3 separate regions of the Mus musculus genome follow, and regions 1 and 2 are each linked to region 3. A link is a contact called in public Micro-C and promoter capture Hi-C data. All regions are on one chromosome and are shown on one strand. Each heading gives the region's core, a stretch centred on a gene start, on an enhancer-like site or on the middle of the called end of the contact. The rest is flanking DNA. Distances are from core to core; before and after follow the strand shown.

Region 1 (2,741 bases), core at 129-2,628, 380 kb before region 3:
TTCTTTCTGGCTGTATTTTTAGAGATCAGGGAAAACAAGCTTGGGGAACAGCCAGGGGCTTTACCTTCCAGGGAGAAACATTCTAAGTCGGGGTCTCACACACCATGCGTAAAAGCGTGTGGCACGCAGCAGACACTTGGAGCTGTGTGGTTAAGGTGCTCATTCCTTTCGGAACTCATGACTGCTTGCTCTCCTCTCCCCTGAACCCGACCAAGGGATGGGACAGGACAGGAATACTTAGCTGCTGTCTTGTCCAAGAAAAGAAAGTAGAAGTGCAGACAGTTTCTTGTTTCCTGGCCCCATCTTCCAGCCCCTTGGCCTGCCTATCTCAGAGCCCACCTCCACTCTCAGCTGGGACCCAGGTGCCACAGGGAACAGGAAGTTGAACTTAACCCCAGATCCGAATAAAGGGACCAAATGAATACAGACCAAGTGTGTGTGTGTGTGTGTGTGTGTGTGTGTGTGTGTGTGTGTGTGCACGCGTGCACTTGCAGGGTGGGGTGGGGCACCCACAGGGGATAAGGTGCCAGAAAGTGCTCAGAGGAACAGACGTGAGGGAAGCTTTGGTGAGACCTAACTCCAGAGTGGTGGGAGCTCAGGCAAGTCCCCCACCCTGTAAAGTGCTTCTTGGAAAGGCACGGGTACCGATTGCTCTCCATTTATCCCTGCTACACAGACAAGCCAGACTCAGGAGGGTGTGGCTTGTCCCTGCTCAGTGTGAATCCCACTGTCCCAGCCCTGGAGAGCTGATGGCCGTGAAGGCTATCTCTCCCAATCTTAGGAGCCACTGAGGCCATCTTGACACTCTCCCTGTCAGTGGACTTGACTCATGACTTGTGAGCTCCCAGAGACGACTCTAGGGGCAGGCGGTGCAGTTTAAGAGATCCTGTCTCCCTTTAATTTCTACCTAAGACCAGCCTCTGCCTTAGGAGTTCTAGATACCCAGATGGGGACAGTACCTAGGAGTTAGATGGACTATGATGGGAAGGTCCTCTTCTGGGGATGGCAGGTACAGGCAAAGGCAGGATGCGCAGAGAGAGGAGGGGAGGAGGGGACCAGGGTCTTGACCAGGAGTTTGCAATCTGGAGCATCACCATCAATCCTGAACACCCACCTCTCCCCTGACTCTGCAGGGAACTCCTCCCGCAGCTTCTGCCAGGTGGGTGTCAAGTACGGGGGATGTTCTTCTAACTGGCCTGGAGGGCAAGCCTAGGCAAGATCTCCTTGAGGGCCCTGCCTGGCAACTGCCTAGACCTTCCCAGATGGCCCCCGAGGGGTGCTCAGGGTAGAGTCAAGGCAGGGCCAGTAGGGCCAGCCACAGCGGGCCCAGAGGCGGGCTGGGACAGGACGCAGCATCGGAGACCGCTTCTCCACTTCCTCTGTTTCTGCCTCGCGCCGCCCTCAGCAGCCCTCCCTCTTCTGCCTGGCGCCAGGAGGCTGTTTTTCCATTCTCTGGCTAGAAAGTTCCACGCCACTGTTTCTTTCTCTCTCTTTTCTGGAGTTAAATTTGTCTGCAGATGCCTGCACTTCATCTGTAGACGCCTCCAGTTAAGTTTGTTTGTAACTGGGCCCAAAGCTCCGTTGCGTTGCGTTCAAACGCTGGGCCCGGATCCTACGCGGACCTGGGTGCAAAAGCAAAGCCGGCAGTGAACCCCGTGAGGCCACTTTGCCTCGCGGTCAGGAGCACCTTCCCAGTGTCTGCGGGAGCCCACACTGCTGTCAATCCATCAGGAATCCAAGGCCACGGGGGCCTGCAACCAGCCCTAGGTAAGGAGGGGCCCTTTCCTGGAGTGTGCAGCTGTTAAAGGAGCCGGCAGCCTCTAGAGACTATCTGGAGGGAACTCCGGGAAGAACACGGAAATGATGCTTCCCCCACCCCCAGCTGTCTGTCTCCTGTCCTTGGGAAGAGCCCCCCCCCCCCCCATGATAATCTCAGAGGATGGCCGGGTCCCAGCTCTGCTCCATCCCTATGCTATCTGTCAGGCACTGTGTTCCCCATGTGAGGGTGGGTTTAGGATCCCAAGACCACCCCAAGGAGCAAATGGGTGCCTAGCAGCCAAGAAGGGAGGGAGGGAGAAGATGGAGTTGCCTGTTAGCCTGTTTATGGCCAGCAACAGGACAAAGTTCTTTCCTTGTGGGATTATTTAGAAGCTCTGGGCTCTGAACCGGGGAGTCAGACAGTCCTCCCTCCTCCCAGAGCCCACATGGCTCTGCCTGTGCCAGATGGCATCCTCGGCAGAGGCGGCAACAGGAAAAGAGAAGTGAATATAACCCAGAAAGACTTAGCACAGGCTTCCCCTATCTCTCTCCACAGCCTGACCTCTCTCCACTCACAGGCTTCATCTGGCTTGGAGAGCTGTTTCTTTTGGTGTCCCCCCCACCGCACCCCACCCCACCCAGTGCCTGTTCTCCTGATGGGGGTGGACATGGGGCCACACCCTGACTGTCTCTCTGGCTGTATGGGTGGAGTCTGGGAAGGGAATTGGGGCTAAACTTCCAAAGAGCCTGAGGCCATGGCCTCTTCTGGCACAGAGCCATCTCTGCTGAGGTCATGAAGCAGAAGAGGGCAGATAAGTACAGCGAGCCTGAAACCCCGCTGAAGCTACCTGTGGCTCCTTGGGGCAGAGATTCTGCAGGCTGCTGCATGGAGAAAGCAATAAGGAGAGCAAGGTCTGGAGGCCATGAACAGAGGGAGCTAGTTTAGCTCTGACACATTGTGTCCACTTTCTAAGTATTCTCAA
Region 2 (2,700 bases), core at 38-2,537, 420 kb before region 3:
AACAAACAAATAAACAAACAAAACCAAACAACCTGACTCAGACGGTGCAAAAGATCACCCACTTGCAAAGACCCCGGGAGCACGCGTCTGCCCTTCTAGTCCTGAATCTCTAAGACCCTCTGCTTGGAAATGCAACTAGTGCTTCCAGCGGGATCTCCCCCAGCCCTAGGCAAATGCAAAAAAGACCACAATGACTCTCTTGGGAGGCTCATCTGGAAAAACCTAGGTTTCCCTCCACACTGCCCTATCCAGCCGGCAAATGTTTTTCCCACCTCTTCTCACCGCTTAGCATCACTGGAGGGGACTCCAGTGACGTTGCCAGGGCAGATAAGGAGAATTGCGCAGACCCCCACCGACCGCCATCCTCCCTCATCTCCACCATCAGCACCGGTCAGCTGCCACCACAGCCCACCTCCACTGTCAGAAGCGCCTCTCCCGCCCTCCAAATGCACACAACAGGTGGCACCTGCCGGTCGTCCCCAACCGCACCCCTGCCCACCACTCCACCTGCGCCGCAACCCTCCCTGCAATTGCTCCCCGGTCAGCGAAGCCTACCTTTGAGGTTCTGGGGGTGGCCCCGCGACGCGCGGCTCGGGTTTCCTCGCTGCAGAGAGGAGACACTGGAGAAGTTGTTACCCATGGCATCGGCCCCCCGGGGGTGCTCCGGCGGGAGCCAGGCAAGGCTGGGCAGGAGCGGAGGAAAGGTGTGCAAGTGTGTGCGCGCGCGGGTGCGCGCTGCCAGGGGAGGGCCCTGGCGGGGCTGCGACCGGGGGCGGGCGGTTTGCTGTCTCCGGCTCTCCCTGGGCTTGGCGGTCTTCGCTCGGCGGGTCCTGCCCGCCGTGGGGGTCCTCGCGCCACCCGGCTACCGGGCTCCCATGCCCCGCGCCCGGGGCGGCCCGGCCCCTGGGCCCCGGCCCGCGGCGCGAGCCGCTGCGCTCTGCCTGGTGCTGGAGCTCGGATTCCGGCTGCGGGTGGGCGGCGCAGCGGCGGCGCGCTCCCCGCGGGCCATAGAGTCGGGGCTCGGCGCGCGGCTGCTCGGAGGCTCGTCGGCGGGCTCGGTCCCCGCCCGCGGGGACGGCCGCGGCGACGTGCGTGGCGCCCTCCCGCCCGCGGGTGAGCTTGCAGCGCCCGGCTCGTGTGGACCGCCCCCGCTCCCGCCAGGTCCCTCCCGAGGCCGCCGCCCCCAACCCCCGCCCTAGCGTCGCCAGGACTCCGGGGCTCCGGTTGTTATGGCGACAGCTGCGCAGGTTAATGAGCGTCTTAGTGACACGCGCGCGCCCGCTCTGCCAGATGTGGGTCTCGGGGCGCGCCGCGTTCCCGCTGGCTATAAGTTCTCGAAGGCGCGCGGGACCCAGGGTTGGGGGCGGCACTGCTCCGGACCTGACGTCAGGAATAGATGGGAGCTTCGGAGGTTGAGCGTCTCCCTGTCCTGGGACATAGAACCTGAAAACAAGAGGAAGAGGACCGCCACAACGCTGGGAGCCCCGGAGCCAGGGCGTGGCGAGGTAGCCCTAATGGAGGCTCCCTAGCACGGGATTCAGGGCCTGGCACGTGTTAAAACGCTCAGGAGTGAGTGGATAATGAATTAAGACAATTGAGATCAGGAATACAGTCACCTCCCCTTCGCTGTAGTTGGAACTTCCAATCAGAACCCCAGTCAGACCATTTCCTGACTGTTCAAACATCCTTTGCATGTTCAAGAACGGAGAACCACAAGACCAGAAGCAAGCCGATGGGACCCAGCTCAGGTACAAACCATGAGAGAGATATCGGTTCCAAGTTGAATTATTCTGTCAGCTGGAAAACTAAGAGATTGGGGAAGGGATAGAGGGGGTGCTATAGCCTATAGTAGACCAAGGTGGCTTCCTCGAGGAAGGGGGCAGTCTGTAAATGTCCTGTTCACGTGACTCTTCCATCTGTGTAGCTCAGCACTGCTACCTGCAGGAGGGACCAGGAAGTCATCTTGGATCTGGGGCGGTTATTTCTCCCAGTGTATCATGGGGGAGAAGACAGTCCGTCTGTCCATCTCACACCTTCATCAGCCTTGCTGCTTCTCGGGGCCATCGCTCACTCTAACCGGACTTTCCCAACTCGGATCCAGAGTGAGCCCTGGGTCATGAGTGGGACACAGACATCTCCTCCATCCTTTTCTGGAAGTTTCTCCATAGGACCCATCCTCAATGTGTAGGCACAGCTCTTTCCTGACCACCCCAGCTAAGCATCTCTGCCTCTCTCTATCATTCTCCATAGGGTCATCCCATTCTCTTCGTGGCTTTTATATGACTTTGCCTAAAAGTAGCCTTTTCTGCTTGGTTAGATTCGGCTTCTCTTGATAGAGAATAAGCTTGCTGAGGGGAGAGTCGGCCAGCCACTTTCCTCACAGTGTTCTAGCTCCCAGGGCAGGGACATGCGGATTCTCAGAAGTATTTGTACAGTGAATGGATCCCCATGCCTGCCAGCAGTAAAATCCTACTGTGATCTTTAGACATCATCTCTGATCCCCTTTAGCCCCCTGTCCTGCCTTTTACTCTCCTCTGATTGCACATGTTATATCCTTAAGTTTCAGAGACTCCAGGCAAGCTAGAAATACCTGTGAAAGGTATGCTCTGGTGTTTGAGGAGAAAGACAACCAGGCCCCCAGTCCCAGCCCCAGCCCCAAGCCTCTGGGGTGCCTGGGATCAGGTGCTGACTGGCTACAGA
Region 3 (2,700 bases), core at 199-2,698:
AACGAGGTCGTTATAGGGGTCAGTAACCCGGAGCATCTCCAGCAGTTTTTCCCGGTTATAGACCGTGCCTATCTCCTGGCCCAGGACGCAGTCCAGCAGTTTGCTAACCGGATAAGAAGCGGGGAATGTCATCATCATGAAAAACTTGGTGAGGAAGATGGTGTTGGCCCCTACCGCCAGGCCGTGTCGGGAGCAGATGGCTTGGGGCACGATTTCTCCGAAGATGACGATGCCAATGGTGGAGACCACCACCGCCACAAGGCCTGAGCCCGCAATGTCGTCCAGCAGGATGGTGAGCGTGGTGTTGACCAGTACGTTGCCCAGCAGCAGCGAGCACAGCAGGTAGTTGCCCTGCCTGCGCACCGGCTCGATGCGCTTGGCATAATTCTTCTCTTTCTCCGTGCCGCAGTTTTGCACGATGCGCAGCTCCATCGGGTCCAGAGCCATGAGCCCCAGGTTGAGGCCGCTGAACATGCCCGACAGGCACAGCAGCAGCGAGATGAAGATCACTTGCAGCCAGAAGGGCAGCAAGAACTTCTTCTCCTCGCCCACTATCATCTTGGTGTCCTCACCGTCGTGGTAAATCCAGGTGGTCTCGGCCCACGGAGGAGGCGGGAGTCCGGCCACCCCCGCGCCACCCTTGCCCCCGACGGTGCCACTCGCAGACCCGGAGCCGCCGGCGCCTAGTGCGGGCGTGGAGAGAGACGTGCACAGGTAATAAGACTTGCTCTTCTCCATCTTGCGCAGCGGTTTAATCTCGATCTCGATGATGCCCGATGTGCGGCGATTGAGAATGATGTGGGGCAAGATGATGATGTCTGAGGTGCGGATGCCGCAGCGCTGGGGGCCGCTGTCCGGCTCCGGAGGCGCGGGGCCCCCCAGCCCACGCTCGCTGGGTGTGTGCCGGCGCCGCTCGTGCTCAGTGAAGGCGATGCGGGACCACGTCTCGTTGTTGATGTTCTGCCCGTACACCCGCAGCTTGACCCGGGTCCGCTCGCTCACCCGCAGAGCACCCCCTTCCATGAACGACACGTCGTTCGTATCCTCCAGCCGCAGCCCGATGATCACGGTCTCCTCGTTCTCGCCGGCCGCTGTGCAGCCGCCCGCTCCCCAGCAGCAGCTCAGCAGTAGCAGCGGCAGCAGCCGGCCCGCAGCTGCTTGCAGGACCCCCCGGCCGCGGGCACTGAGGCTGCGGCGCGCCGCCATCTTCCAAGTGGGCAGTGCGGCGGCTGCCTGCCCGCCCGCCATCTTTACTTCGGGTTCACAAGCGCCACAGCCAATCATAGGGTGGCTGCTCCAGCTGAGGCTTCATCCTTCCCACCCGGCGGCGCGAGCGCAGGCACCGGCGCCCGAGCAGGACTGCAACCGCGCGTTCGCGCCCAGCCCTTAGCTGTCCTTCTCTCTGAATGACACTGATTCGGACTGAGCCAGCTGAGGAACCCCCGGGCTCGAGGGAGGAGGGAGCGGAGGGAGGGGCGTGCTAGCCTCTCCCGCGAGAGGCAGGTCTGCCAGCCAATCAAGAGCGGGTGCCCGCCTTCCCAGCCAGGGGGCTGGAATGGGGGCGTGGTCGCAGTCGGCGTGCCGCACCAATGGCACGGGAGGTGGGCGGGGAGATGAGGGCCACTGTCCTCCTCTGCATGCCAAGTTTCCAACTGAAAGGCGCGTGACTCTTGTGTATGCGCGGGGAGGAGGCGTGGCCATCCCGGATGCAAGAGCCAGTCAAAGATGAGCGCTGTAGGGATGGGGGCGTGGTCTTCCTCCAGGCGGCCAATGAAAGGGAGCGGTCCGCGGGTGCGGCGCTCCCTGTGGGGTCTCTGTAGTAGATCCTCGCGCGCGGCTTGGCAGCCCTGCAATACTGCCCTGAGGCGCGAGGCCTCGGGTCCTTGCTGCAGGGACTTGCGGGCTCCACGGGGCTCCGTGTCGCCGCAGAATGGGCTGAGCCCTCCTTCCCTGGGAGCACCAGAGCCGGACTGGAGACAGCTTACGATGCACATAGCCTAAAACCAAATCGGGATACTAGTCAAGCCCCCCAGCCCACTACCCCTGCATGCGGTTCCTCTGGAGATTCGCGGTGACAGGGTGGCCCTAGCAACGCCGAGGACCTGCGGTCTCCGTGACTCTGTGAGCCCTCAGCTGCTCACGATCATGTGGCGCCACCTGCCGGCCCTCACGGACGACCTTTGCTGTTTTCTAGCTCTCAACAAACCTCTCAAAGTGTGGTCAGCTTCCCAAACTTTGTCATCACAGGGATTCTCCTGTAGTCCTGCTATAATCACAGAATGAGATGGACCCTATTTTTGGTTTTGTTTTGTTTTGTTTTGTTTTGTTTTTTAACGTGCACCCAGGCAATTTGGGGAAATAGGAAGGGGAGAGCAACCTGAGAAGGCCCATGAAAGCTTATTATGAAATGCACAGGTCAAACGCTGTTAGCTCCGGAGAAGATTCATTGTGGAGCACAGCTCACCAGGACTCTCAAGTCCATTGCATCAGACTAGATGCGGTAGCACAGTAGCTCCCAAACTGAACTTTCTGCCTCCCAACTGAAGCGCGTTTTAAAATGTTTTTCCTGATCTTACTTTGTATTCCATAAACACAATACTCTTCCTTTTTTGTGAACACCCACAGTGTTTTTTATAATTTCCAGGACGAGTGATTTCTGGGCTCATTTCAGCGGTATCCTCGCAATTCTCTCTTTTTTTT

What was found. Promoter capture Hi-C pulls out the DNA fragments that hold promoters and counts their contacts. A called contact is a pair of places that touch in the nucleus more often than the background predicts.
Region 1: a promoter capture Hi-C map of pre-B cells shows a contact between it and region 3. The contact joins the promoter of Calhm2 here to the promoter of Cnnm2 in region 3. A contact is called at or near these places in 5 of 39 promoter capture datasets (the C10 cell line, hippocampal neurons, neural stem cells and 2 more), 1 of 484 Hi-C or Micro-C datasets (embryonic stem cells) and 3 of 115 datasets of contacts at active chromatin or transcription factors (embryonic stem cells and large pre-B cells).
Region 2: a contact with region 3 is called in a Micro-C map of embryonic stem cells, with 5 times the contacts expected there. The contact joins the promoter of Neurl1a here to the promoter of Cnnm2 in region 3. A contact is called at or near these places in 12 of 39 promoter capture datasets (the C10 cell line, the HPC-7 cell line, the SN4741 cell line and 6 more), 1 of 15 datasets of contacts at CTCF or cohesin (embryonic stem cells), 8 of 484 Hi-C or Micro-C datasets (embryonic stem cells, palatal mesenchyme and pre-B cells), 5 of 115 datasets of contacts at active chromatin or transcription factors (embryonic stem cells and stem cell-derived neural progenitor cells) and 1 of 9 other capture datasets (embryonic stem cells).

Annotation. Positions count from the first base shown.
Region 1 is chr19:47,136,931-47,139,671 of GRCm38.p6, reverse strand. It overlaps Calhm2 (calcium homeostasis modulator family member 2), which reads left to right and starts at 1,378. Exons shown (of 3, transcript NM_133746.5): 1 at 1,378-1,767.
Region 2 is chr19:47,177,407-47,180,106 of GRCm38.p6, reverse strand. Neurl1a (neuralized E3 ubiquitin protein ligase 1A) reads right to left here and starts at 1,287. Exons shown (of 6, transcript NM_021360.4): 1 at 556-1,287. The coding sequence starts at 640.
Region 3 is chr19:46,760,357-46,763,056 of GRCm38.p6, reverse strand. Cnnm2 (cyclin M2) reads right to left here and starts at 1,448. Exons shown (of 8, transcript NM_033569.3): 1 at 1-1,448. The coding sequence starts at 1,284.